Regions from separate parts of the Callithrix jacchus genome. Here region 2 is linked to region 1. Evidence: chromatin contacts called from public Hi-C data. All regions are on one chromosome and are shown on one strand. Each heading gives the region's core, a stretch centred on a gene start, on an enhancer-like site or on the middle of the called end of the contact. The rest is flanking DNA. Distances are from core to core; before and after follow the strand shown.

Evidence for each region. Hi-C and Micro-C count contacts between places; a contact is called where the count stands out from the background.
Region 2: a contact with region 1 is called in a Hi-C map of induced pluripotent stem cells, with 2.5 times the contacts expected there. The contact joins the promoter of LRRC10B here to the enhancer-like site in region 1. A contact is called at or near these places in 2 of 3 Hi-C or Micro-C datasets (induced pluripotent stem cells and skeletal muscle).

Annotation. Positions count from the first base shown.
Region 1 is chr10:118,456,438-118,461,871 of calJac240_pri, forward strand. No RefSeq gene overlaps it. Among named protein-coding and RNA genes, the nearest start is that of SAXO4, 20 kb to the right of the region's middle. Within about 2 kb of position 2,359, at least 2 of the 16 cell types and tissues checked have an H3K27ac peak or open chromatin away from gene starts, as enhancers often do.
Region 2 is chr10:118,507,470-118,512,903 of calJac240_pri, forward strand. LRRC10B (leucine rich repeat containing 10B) reads left to right here and starts at 3,119. Exons shown (of 1, transcript XM_002755412.5): 1 at 3,119-5,434. The coding sequence starts at 3,375. The coding sequence ends at 4,253.

The DNA of each region.
Region 1 (5,434 bases), core at 1,109-3,608:
AGACAGAGTCTCGCTCTGTCCCAGGCTGGAGTGCAATGGCGCTGTCTTGGCTCACTGCAACCTCCGCCTCGCGGGTTCAAGCAATTCTCCTGCTTCAGCCTCCCGAGAAGCTGGGATTACAGGTGCCCACCATCATACCTGGCTAATTTTTGTATTTTTACTAGAGATGGGGTTTCGCCATGTTGGCCACGCTGGTCTCAAACTCCTGATCTTGTGATCAGTCTGCCTTGGCCTCACAAAGTCCTGGGATTACAGGCGTGAGCCACCGCACCTGGCCTGATTAACATGTATTTTATGTTATATGTATTATATACTATATTCTTAGAATAGAGTTAGCTAGAGAAGTGAAATACTGCCTGGGAATACTGGGTGCCGTAGGCTTTTTAAAAAATTAAATAAATAAATAAATAAAAGAAATGAAATACTATTAAGAAAATCAGGTCAGGCACAGCATCCCACACCTGTAATTAGCTTTGGGAGGCTAAGGCAGCAGTATCGCTTGAGGCCAGGAGTTGGAGACCAGTCCGGACAGCAAAGGGAGATCCCAGCTCTGCAAAAAATATTTTAAAGTTAGCCAAGTGTGGTGGCATACCTTGTAGTCCCAGCTACTGGGGGTCTGGGGCAGGAGGTTGAGGCTACAGTGAGCTATGATCACACCATTGCCCTCCAGCCTAGACAACAGAGTCTCTTAAAAACATCATAAAGGGGCCGGGCGCGGTGGCTTGCGCCTGTAATCCCAGCACTTTGGGAGGCCGAGGCAGGTGGATCATGAGGTCAAGAGATCGAGACCATCCTGGTCAACATGGTGAAACCCCGTCTCTACTAAAAATACAAAAAATTAGCTGGGCATGGTGGCGCGTGCCTATAATCCCAGGTACTCAGGAGGCTGAGGCAGGAGAATTGCCTGAACCCAGGAGGTGAAGGTTGCAGTGAGCTGAGATCGCGCCATTGCACTCTATCCTGGGTAACAAGAGTGAAACTCCGTCTCAAAAAAAAAAAAATCATAAAGAAGGAAAAATCTATTTACTATTCATTAAGTGGAAGTGGATCATCATAAAGCCTTTACCTTTGCTGTCCACCTCGAGTAGGCTGAGGAAGTGGAAGAAGAGGATGGGTTGGTTGTGCTGTCTCGGGGGTGACAGAGGTGGAAGAAAATCTGTGTATAAGGCCAGCTGCAGTGGTTCACATCTGTAATCCCAGCACTTTGGGAGGCTGAGGTGGGAGCTCAGGGCCGACAGAGGTGAAAGAAAATCTATGCATAAGGCCAGGTGCAGTGGCTCACACCTGTAGTCCCAGCACTTTGGGAGGCTGAGGTGGGAGGATTGCTTGAGCCCAGGTGTTCAAGATCAGCCTAACAACATGGTGAGACCCTGTCTCTACAAAAAATATTTTTTAAAAAGATAGCTAGGCATGACCGGGCATGGTGGCTCAGACCTGTAATCCCAGCACTTTGGGAGGCTGAGGCGAGCGGATCACCTGAGGTCAGGAGTTTGAGATGAGCTTGGATAACATGGTGAAACCCCATTTCTACTAAAAATTTTAAAAATCAGCTGGGCGTGGTGAGGCATGCCTGTAATCCCAGCTACTCTGGAGGCTGAGGCAGGAGAACTGCTTGAACCCAGGAAGCTGAGGTTGCAGTGAGCCCTGATGGCACCATTGCACTCCAGCGTGGGCAACAAGAGCAAAACTCCGTCTCCAAAAAAAAAAAAAAAAAAAAAAGCTAGGCATGGTGGCATGCACCTGTGGTCCCAGCTACTTGGGAGACTGAGGTTGGCGGATTGTTTGAGCCCCATGGGTTGAGGGTGCAGGGAGCCATAATCACACCACTGCACGCCAGCCTGAGCCAAGATCATGCCACTGCATCCAGCCTGGTGGGTGACAGCAAGGCTCCATCTCAAAAAAAAAAAAGAAAAAAAAGAAACGAGTAAAACAAAATCAATTGATGGATCCATCTGATTTCAGAGCTGAGAGTAAACCTTTCTACTAGCAAGAACTGAGAACTACGGGTGCAGCAGTCAGAGGCCTCTTGGGCCTCCCGCTAAGATGAGAGATAATGTTTTCCCTCCCCAGCTGAGTGTGCCTGAAGGATTAGTCCCAGCCTTCCAGGTGGCTGGATGCCCTGTGGCTGGGGAGAAGAGTTTTAATGAATTAGATCTGTCTCTCTCGTGTGAAGTGGAGAGTTCTTGGTTCTCTGCCCAGGCCTCTGGAAGACCTGGGATGTTAAAAGAAGCAAACTCCCAAGCCCAGGCGTGCTCCAGGGAATAGAAGCTGCATCACACAGTCCTGGAGCCCGGGGCTCCAAGATCTGTCCACCCCCGCCGAGGGTGGGCATTACATTTCTCAAGAGGAGGATGTGCTGGAGAAGCAGAAATAGTTGGCCGTCCTCAGTGACTGTGTGGGTGCTCAGTACTGGCTCTCTCTTCTTCCTTACTCCCCATTCAATCTGGTGGCCCTTCTTTGACTCTCTCCCACAGCCTAGCCCCACTGCTCACACATATATACTCCCTGCTCCAGTTGTATTCTTCAAACGGTTTTCCTAGATGGGAATGTCCTCTGCTTTTCTCCCCTCTGTGCGAGGGAGGTGCCGCTTACTGAGGCGTCCAAATTATGCTCTCCCTGGGTTCTCTCATTCACACTCACAAATCTCCCTTCGGAGGAGACTGTATCAATCCTATTGCCTACATGAGGCTTGTCCAAGGTCACACCCCGAGGAGGCTGCAGGGCTGAAATTTAAACCCAGGTTGCCCTAGAGATTGTGTTGTTCCCAACGTCCTACTCATCATCCCGGACTTAGCCCATTCACTCACTGCCTTCATGAGCTTTGCGGGATCTGTGACCATTGATACTGACATTTACTTACTCTCTTTTCTTAAATAGATCCCCTTTTTTAATTTAGATGAATTACTTTTAAAAGGAAACTATATCACAACTGTAAATGAAAAAATCACATCAATAGTGTCACTTGCCAAAATTAAAACTCCAAAAACAAACACATTCAATATTATTAAAGTTTTTTGAGGGAATCTGTGGGGATCGCTCCCGTGTGAGGCCCCTAGGAAATGGGCCTTGCCTTACGGTGAGCTTGAGCCCAGACACAGATCCCTGGTTGGGGGAGTCGAGCTGAGGGAAAGCAGGAACCGAGAGAGGAACTATATGTTATTCAAAATAATTAACAGACATTACTTTATGGATATGAGGACTTGCAAGGCATTGTGACCACTTTCGGCTCCTTATGGTTTATTGCTTGATTGTGTTCATTTTGGACCCTTGTTACCTTCATTGTAAAATATTAACTTAAGTATTTATACTTGGTAACTTACCGTAACTTACTGGGTGTAACTGTAACTTACTTACCATAGCTTACAGGGAGTAACTGTAACTTACTTACCATAGCTTACAGGGCGTGACTGTAACTTACTTACCTTGACCTATTGGGCGTAACCTACTTACTGGAAGTAACCTACTTACTGGACTTAACCTACTTACTGGACTTAACTTACTTACTGGGCGTAACTTAGTGGGCGTAACTTGCTTACTGTAACTTAAATACATTGATCTGGTGTAAACAACTTTGACTTCAGAAAAGTGTATAATGAAACGTATTGCAAAAATAAAATGGCTGCTTGGACATAGCCTAAGCCAGCCCTCCAGACTCTGCTTTCCTTTATTCTTTCACTCCCGCGCACTCTCTCCCTCAGGTTGAATGAGACTACGTTGGCGGTCTCGGGGACTCCTGCAGGTCGGTAGTCCCCCGGCAGACATGCCGGACCCCAACAGTTTTTTTTTTAACATGTTACTATAAAAAATTTCAAACATAAAGCTGAAGTTGAAAAAGTTTTACAATGAGCACTGGTATAGCCTCCACCTAGATTCTACCCTTCACTTTTTTTTTTTTTTTTTTGAGACAGGCTTTCACTCTGTTGCCCAGACTGGAGTGCAGAGGTGTGATCATAGCTCATTGCAGCCTCAAACTCCTGGGATCAAGAGATCCTCCAATTTCAGCCTCCCAAGTAGCTGGGACTATAGGCATGCACCACCACACCCAGGGTTTCACAATGTTGCCCAGGCTGGTCTCAAACTCCTGGGTTCAAGCGATCTGCCTACCTCCGCCTCGCAAAGAGCTGGGATTACAGGCGTGAGCCACTGTGCCAGCCTACCCTTAATTTCTTACTCTGCTGGGCTCTTCACATATCAGCTTATCTTTCCATCCCTCTCTCCACCCATTAGTCCATCTCCTTTTTGGTACATTTCAAAGCACATTGCAGACATCAGAGCACTCTCGCTAAATGCTTCACAATGTATGTTATTAACCATAATTCAATACTGAAACTTTATTCTTTTGCTATAAAATTTATATACAATGAAATTCACATAGCTTAAGTGTATGTTTGCTGAGTTTTGACAAAGGCTTACACCAGACTCCTACTGAGATGGAGGCATTGCTATCACCCCTGAAAGTTCCCTCTTGCTCCATCTCAGTGCCCAACCACACCTCCCAGCTCCAGACAACTTTGTCTCTGGTTTTGTCTACCCTAGATTATTGTCATCTGGATTTCATATGGATTGAATCATACAGTTTGTGTTCTTTTATGTGTGTCTGCTTTTACTCCACATAATTTTGTTTTGAGACGAGGTCTCACTATATTGCACAGAGTGGTCTTGAACTCCTGGCTTCAAGCAATCCTCCCTCCTCAGCCTCCTGAGTAGCTGGGATTCCACATGTGAGCCACCTCGCCCAACTGGCATGCTGTTTTTAAGGTAGAGCTATGTTATTGCACACATTGGTAATGTGTTCATTGTGGGGTTGTACTCGGTTGTATGACGCTACCTCTGTCTAGTCCATCAGTGCTCCTACTGGTGGATACCTGGGCTGCTTCCAGGTTTCGGTTATTATGTTTGCTTATTTATTTATTTTTGAGATGGCCCTACTCTGTTACCCAGGCTGGAGTGCAGTGGTGCAATCATGGCTCATTGCAGCATTGATTTCCTGGGCTCAAGGGGTCCTCCCCTTCGACCTCCCAAGTAACCAGAACTAGACTAGAGGTGCGTGCCACCATGCCTGGCTAATTTTTGTATTTTTGTAGAGAGGGGCGTCTCCCTATGTTTAGCTCCTAGGCTCCAGCGATCTTCCCACCTTGGCCTCCCGAAGTGTTGGGATCACAGGCGGGAGTTACCAGGGCTGGCCTAAGTTTTGGATTATTATGCATAAAGATACTACAAGTAACTCTTTTTTTGTGAATTTATTATTTTTATTTTGAGTAAGTATATCAGAGTAGAATTGCTGTGTCATGAGGTAGATATATGTCTAGTTTAAAAGAAACTGCCAAAGAAGCATCCAAAGGGGAGGTACCATTTTACACCCGCACTAGCTATGTGTGTTACCCCACCACGTTGCCAACAATTGGTATTGTCAGTCTTCTAACTTTTAGCCGTT
Region 2 (5,434 bases), core at 1,869-4,368, 52 kb after region 1:
CGTTGGACTTTTCCTATATTTTAAAAAATCTTTTACAAAATACAGAGTTGGGGGTGGGCATTCATAGTTACAGCTCATGATTAGTAACAGAGAGGCAGTTTCTGGGGGCCCGGGGGACCTGCACATTGGGCATTTTTGCAGCATGTGTGCGGGGGCGGAGGGGCTGGCTGGGGTCTGGGACCCTTGCCTGTAGCTGACAGAGCCCTCTCTCCTCCCCTGCTTCCCCCTCCCAGGTCTCAGTTTCCTGCCTTCCTGGGAAGTGGGGAAAGGCTGAGAGGCCCCGTGCTGGGGGTGAAGCTAATTCATTAGTTATGCCTCAACAAGGACCGGTGCCTGCGGTGCCAGCATGATTCATCGTGATGATTGCCCCGCCGCCAGCCTGCGTGGGCCCGGAACGCCAGCACATTTTACCTTTACCCACTGAGAAGGGCCTGGTGGGAGGTGAAGGTACAGGATCTGTGGAGAAAAGACTCTGAGAAACAAGAGGGCTGGTCCTCCATGCTCTCAACCCCAGGAAGCTCTGCCAGGCTGGTATCAGGGTGGAGAGGCTCATGTGGTGTTGCTCATGCCGATGAAGCCCAAGAGGGCAGCCTGGTGCTAGAGTGCCAGCCTGAGCATGTGGAGAGGCTGCTGCGGAGCCTCCTCCTCCACGGCCAATATTCCCTCGGTGAAACTGCTTGGGTATGGGGGGAGGGACTCATCCTCATCCCATTAGCCTGGCTGGGCATTCCCTACCTTTTTGGTCTCTGGGAGCTTCACCTCTTCCAAGAAGTCCTCCTGAATGAGTAGAAGGGAGACAGCTGGATTGGAATTTAAGTGACATCTGGGAGGAGCCTGAAGCCCCTCTGGCTGGGGCTGAGACTCCTATACCTCAGGTCTGGTGTCTGGGTTCCACCTGGGTCCTCTACCTTGGCCTGGATTCCTGCTTTTGTTTTGCCAGTCTGTCCCAGGATGGAGGTACATGGCTGGTTCCTGGCTCAGAGCAACATCTGCCTGTGTGTCCCCTGTCACCTGTCTGCCCCCTTGCCATATTAGAATTGCTATTGCTCTGCCCTTTCATTCTTTATCCAACAAATACATACTATCTGAAAAAAGTATGTGCTGAATAGTTTCATTTGTGTGAGATTCGAGAACAGGTGAGACTGGTCCATGATGACAGAGGTCAGGATCACAGTTGCCTCTGCGAGGTGGGGATTGACTGCCAGGGCTTCAGAGAACTCGTTGGGGGATGGAGATGGGATAGGGGTGTGCACGTTTGTCAAAACCCATCCAAGAGTACACTTAGGATCTGTACAGTGAAAACTGTATCCAATGTTTGCCTCCACTTTTTTTAATGTTAAAATGTTTCAGCCAGGAGCAGTGGTTCATGCCTGTAATCCCAGCACTTTGGGAGGCCGAGGTGGGTGGATCACCTGAGGTCAGAAGTTTGAGACTAGCCTGACCAACATGGTGAAACCTTGTCTCTACTAAAACACAAAAATTAGCCGGGCATGGTGGCAGGTGCCTCTAATCTCAGCTACTTGGGAGGCTGAAGCAAGAGAATCGCTTGAATCCAGGAGGTGGAGGTTGCAATGAGCCGAGATCACGTCATTGTACTTCAATCTGGGCAACAAGAGCAAAACTTTGTCTCAAAAGATAAATAAATAAATAATGAATAAAATTTTTCACTGATTGTCTACTATATGCTCTAGAGCCTGTGCCAGCAGGGAGGGAGATCCACAAACCTGCCTGCCTGGGCAGTTTACATTCCAGTGGGGATGGCTCCCATCCTCGGGTTGCATTGGCAACTGCTCTTTGCCCTTGGGTTGTCCTCCCTCCTTCTTGCCTGCAGTGGGGATGGCAGTGGGGGTGGGCCAAAGGGCAGCGTGCTGTCCTGAGGTCAGTCCATTCAGCCAGTTACATGGATCAAATCAGCCGAGTTCAAGAGAAGGCAGGGCGCAGGAGGCTTGGAGCCTGAAAATTCAGCTCCAACCTCTATGCATTGTGTGACCTTAAGCAGGGTGCCTAATTTCACTTTTCTTGTCTTTCTATGGGATTAGAATGCTCTCTTTGCATTCTAATCAGAGGCGAATCACGGAATCAGAGGCTCTGTGGTGAGAAAATTCATTGCTGGAGGTGGAGTTTCCATCTATCGGTATAGTTTGTAGTTAGAAACACAGGCTCTCCAGTCACACGAACCTGGCTTCGAATCCAGCTGCTCACCAGCTGGGTGACCTTGGGCACTTCACCCAGTTCAGACTGACCCAGTTCAAGTCCTGTCTCTGAGCCTCAGTTTCTCCATCTTTAAAATCGGAGTGATGAGGGTGTCTACCTTATAGGCTGTGCTAAGGACCCAACGCAATGCTTTCAGCATCGTGTGGGCACACGTGGGCTCGAAGACAGTGGCAGCCCGTCCTTTTCTGCCAGGAGCTCCGGCAGAAGGGCTCTGGATGGGAGGTGAGGGGAGAGGGCAGGAGGGGACGGCTGGAGACACGGAATGAGAGTGGTCATGATTGGTGGCTCAAAGGCATTCACGTGTCCCAGTCCCCTGTCCACCGCAGCCACACACAAACCTTGAGCTTCGGTGGAGGGATCGTGGCAGGGGAGAGGGGTGTGAGTGTAGCAATGAGGACGCTGTGGGGCAATTAGGCAGGGCGGGGCCAAGCCTTGGGTCCCGGTAAAACCAGCAGACATGAAAAGGGCGGGACAGTAACAGTTTCGAGTTACTATACTCGAAGTGACCCCAGCAGGGAGACTGGTCGCGCGCCACTGGACGTGAATGGCCCTCAGTGACCGCGCCCCTCAACCCTTCCTTGTGAGTCTCTAGTTCAGAGTCTTTGGTCCACAGCCGGTGTTTCCTCCCTCTTAGACCCGCAGCTCTGGGGCGCACACAACCGTACACCAAACGGCGTCGGGTCTCCGGGCCAGGCTTGGCTCGAGGGGAATCCCTCAGTTTGCGCTTGCTCCGTGGTGGGCTGGATGGGCAGGTAGGGGGCGGGCTCCGGCGCTGGGACCCCGCTCGGGTGGCGCCTTGGCCCCGCCCCGCCCCGCCCACCCTCCGTCTCATTGGCAGCTGCACGCGCGTCGGGGTTGCCAGGGCGACAGGTCGCTAAGCTGCGAGTCAGCGCGAACCCTATTCAGTCGGCCTCCGGCGGAGGCAGCGGGGGAGGCCCGAGGGCGGGCGGCGGAGCGCGGCGCGCGGCGGCGGGGCCCCAAGCGGGCGCCTCCTCCCGGCCCGGCACGGCCCCCCTCCCGGCGCGGGAGCAGGCCGGGGCGGGGGGCCCGGGGGCCGGCGCGGCTCCGGCCCCGTCGGGGCGGCCGTGGGGCGGCCGGGGTGGGGCGATGCCGGGCGGTGGCGGTGGCGGTGTTGGCGGCCCCGGCCGGGGCCCGTGACCATGGGCATCGCCGAGTCCACGCCGGATGAGCTGCCGTCGGACGCGGAGGAGCAGTTGCGCAGCGGCGAGCAGCAGCTGGAGCTGAGCGGGCGGCGGCTGCGGCGGCTGCCCAGCGCCGTGTGCGCGCTGAGCCGCCTGCAGAAGCTGTATGTGAGCGGCACGGGGCTGCGCGAGCTGCCCGAGGAGATAGAGGAGCTGCGCGAGCTGCGCATCCTGGCGCTGGACTTCAACAAACTCGAGCGCCTGCCTGACGGCCTGTGCCGCCTGCCGCGCCTAACGCGCCTCTACCTGGGCGGCAACCGGCTGCTGGCGCTGCCGGCGGACTTCGCGCAGCTGCAGAGCCTGCGCTGCCTCTGGATCGAGGGCAACTTCTTGCGGCGCTTCCCGCGGCCGCTGCTGCGCCTGGTGGCGCTGCAGTCGCTCCAGATGGGCGACAACCGGCTGCGCGCGCTGCCGGCCGAGCTGCCGCGCATGACGGGCTTGCGTGGCCTCTGGCTCTACGGCAACCGCTTCGAGGAGTTCCCGCCCGCGCTGCTGCGCATGGGCCGCCTGCACATCCTCGACCTCGACCGCAACCGCCTGGGCGGCTTCCCCGACCTGCACCCGCTACGCGCGCTGCGCGTCTTCTCCTACGACCACAACCCCGTCACCGGGCCCCCGCGCGTCGCGGACACCGTGTTCCTCGTGGGCGAGGGCGCCGTCGAGCGCATGGCTGAGCGCGACGAGCCCACGCCCCGGCCTCCGCCCCGGCGCCCAGCACGCGCCTTTGAGGATGAGGAGGAGGAAGACCTGCTCATAGGCGGCGCTGGCTCCCGGACTCTGGGCGCCCCCGGGGACAGCCTCCGCGCCCTGGAAGCCGCTGCAGGACTGGGCACTTGAGCCTCTGTTTTGGCTGATGGACGTTGGCCATTCTGAGAGGAGAGGCTCTGGGAAGCTTTGGCTGCGTAGGCCTGCGGGATCAGTGGGCCCCTACTTGGGGCAATGGAGGGGCCACTTTCGGCGAGCTGCCGGGCACTGGCAGGCCCGGGGCTCATCTTCAGACACTCCTAGGTAGTAAGAGGACTGACTGCCCCCTGGCTGATCTGTGGGCAATTGTCAGACCAAGAAGTCTGGGTTGGGTCCAGTCCCCAATGGAGCCACTGATAACACAGGAGCCACGTTCCTCCAGGAACCAGGGTCATTGAGGACCACAGAATCGTCATGTCTTGCTGAGTCTGGATGCAGGGCGCCCACCACCCTCCCACCTTTTGGGGTTTGGATCTCCTGGGCCCACCCTTTCTAGGGCAGGAGCCGCTGCCTCTGGGGTGGACTGCCCTTGGGAAGAAGGCCTGGGCCAGGGGCACGGGCTTGGTGCCCGCAACAGAAGTGGGAAACAGATGGGGGCCCCAACATCGAAGCTGCCCTCACCCCTCCACCAGGGCTGATCGTATATACCTCCCTCCCTGGCCCCCTGAGGTTTGTATGGGGCACAGAAGGCAAGGGGTCACCCCCACCCTATATTCTGTTCTCTTCTCTAAGCATGTGCCTGGAATCTTGCTGGGAAAAAAAGCGCCCTCCTCCACCTCCCCATAGCTTGAGCCTTCCAGCTGTCAAATTTGAAAAGAAGCCACCGTGCCTCCAGGGCCTCCTGCACCGCAGAGAGGGGCTCTCTGCTCTGGGAGGCAGCTCAGCACCTCTCCCACGGCCTGCACTCTCCTTTCCCTTAAATGGGCACGGCCAGGGTGGCTGGCACGGGACTGGCACTCTGTACCTCCACTCCGTCACCAGGGACAGCCCCAAGGGGGTGAGGAGAGGGGCCTCGCTTTGCAATTCCCAGAGCCAGAGCTTCCTCATCCAAGCAATAACGGGAAGAGGGGGCCAGGGCCAAGGACACTCAGGGACACTGTTGGGGCAGGGGCCCCACATGGTAATGTTTTCTTTAGGGAGAAGAAAAAATTAACTGGCTGTAAAGATAAATTCTATTTCTTGGAGAAGGAATGTGCGTTTCCCACGTGCCTGTTTATTTATAAGCCTTGAGAGCACCGGAACCCACTGCTATGGGGACCCTGGGCTCCCTCTGG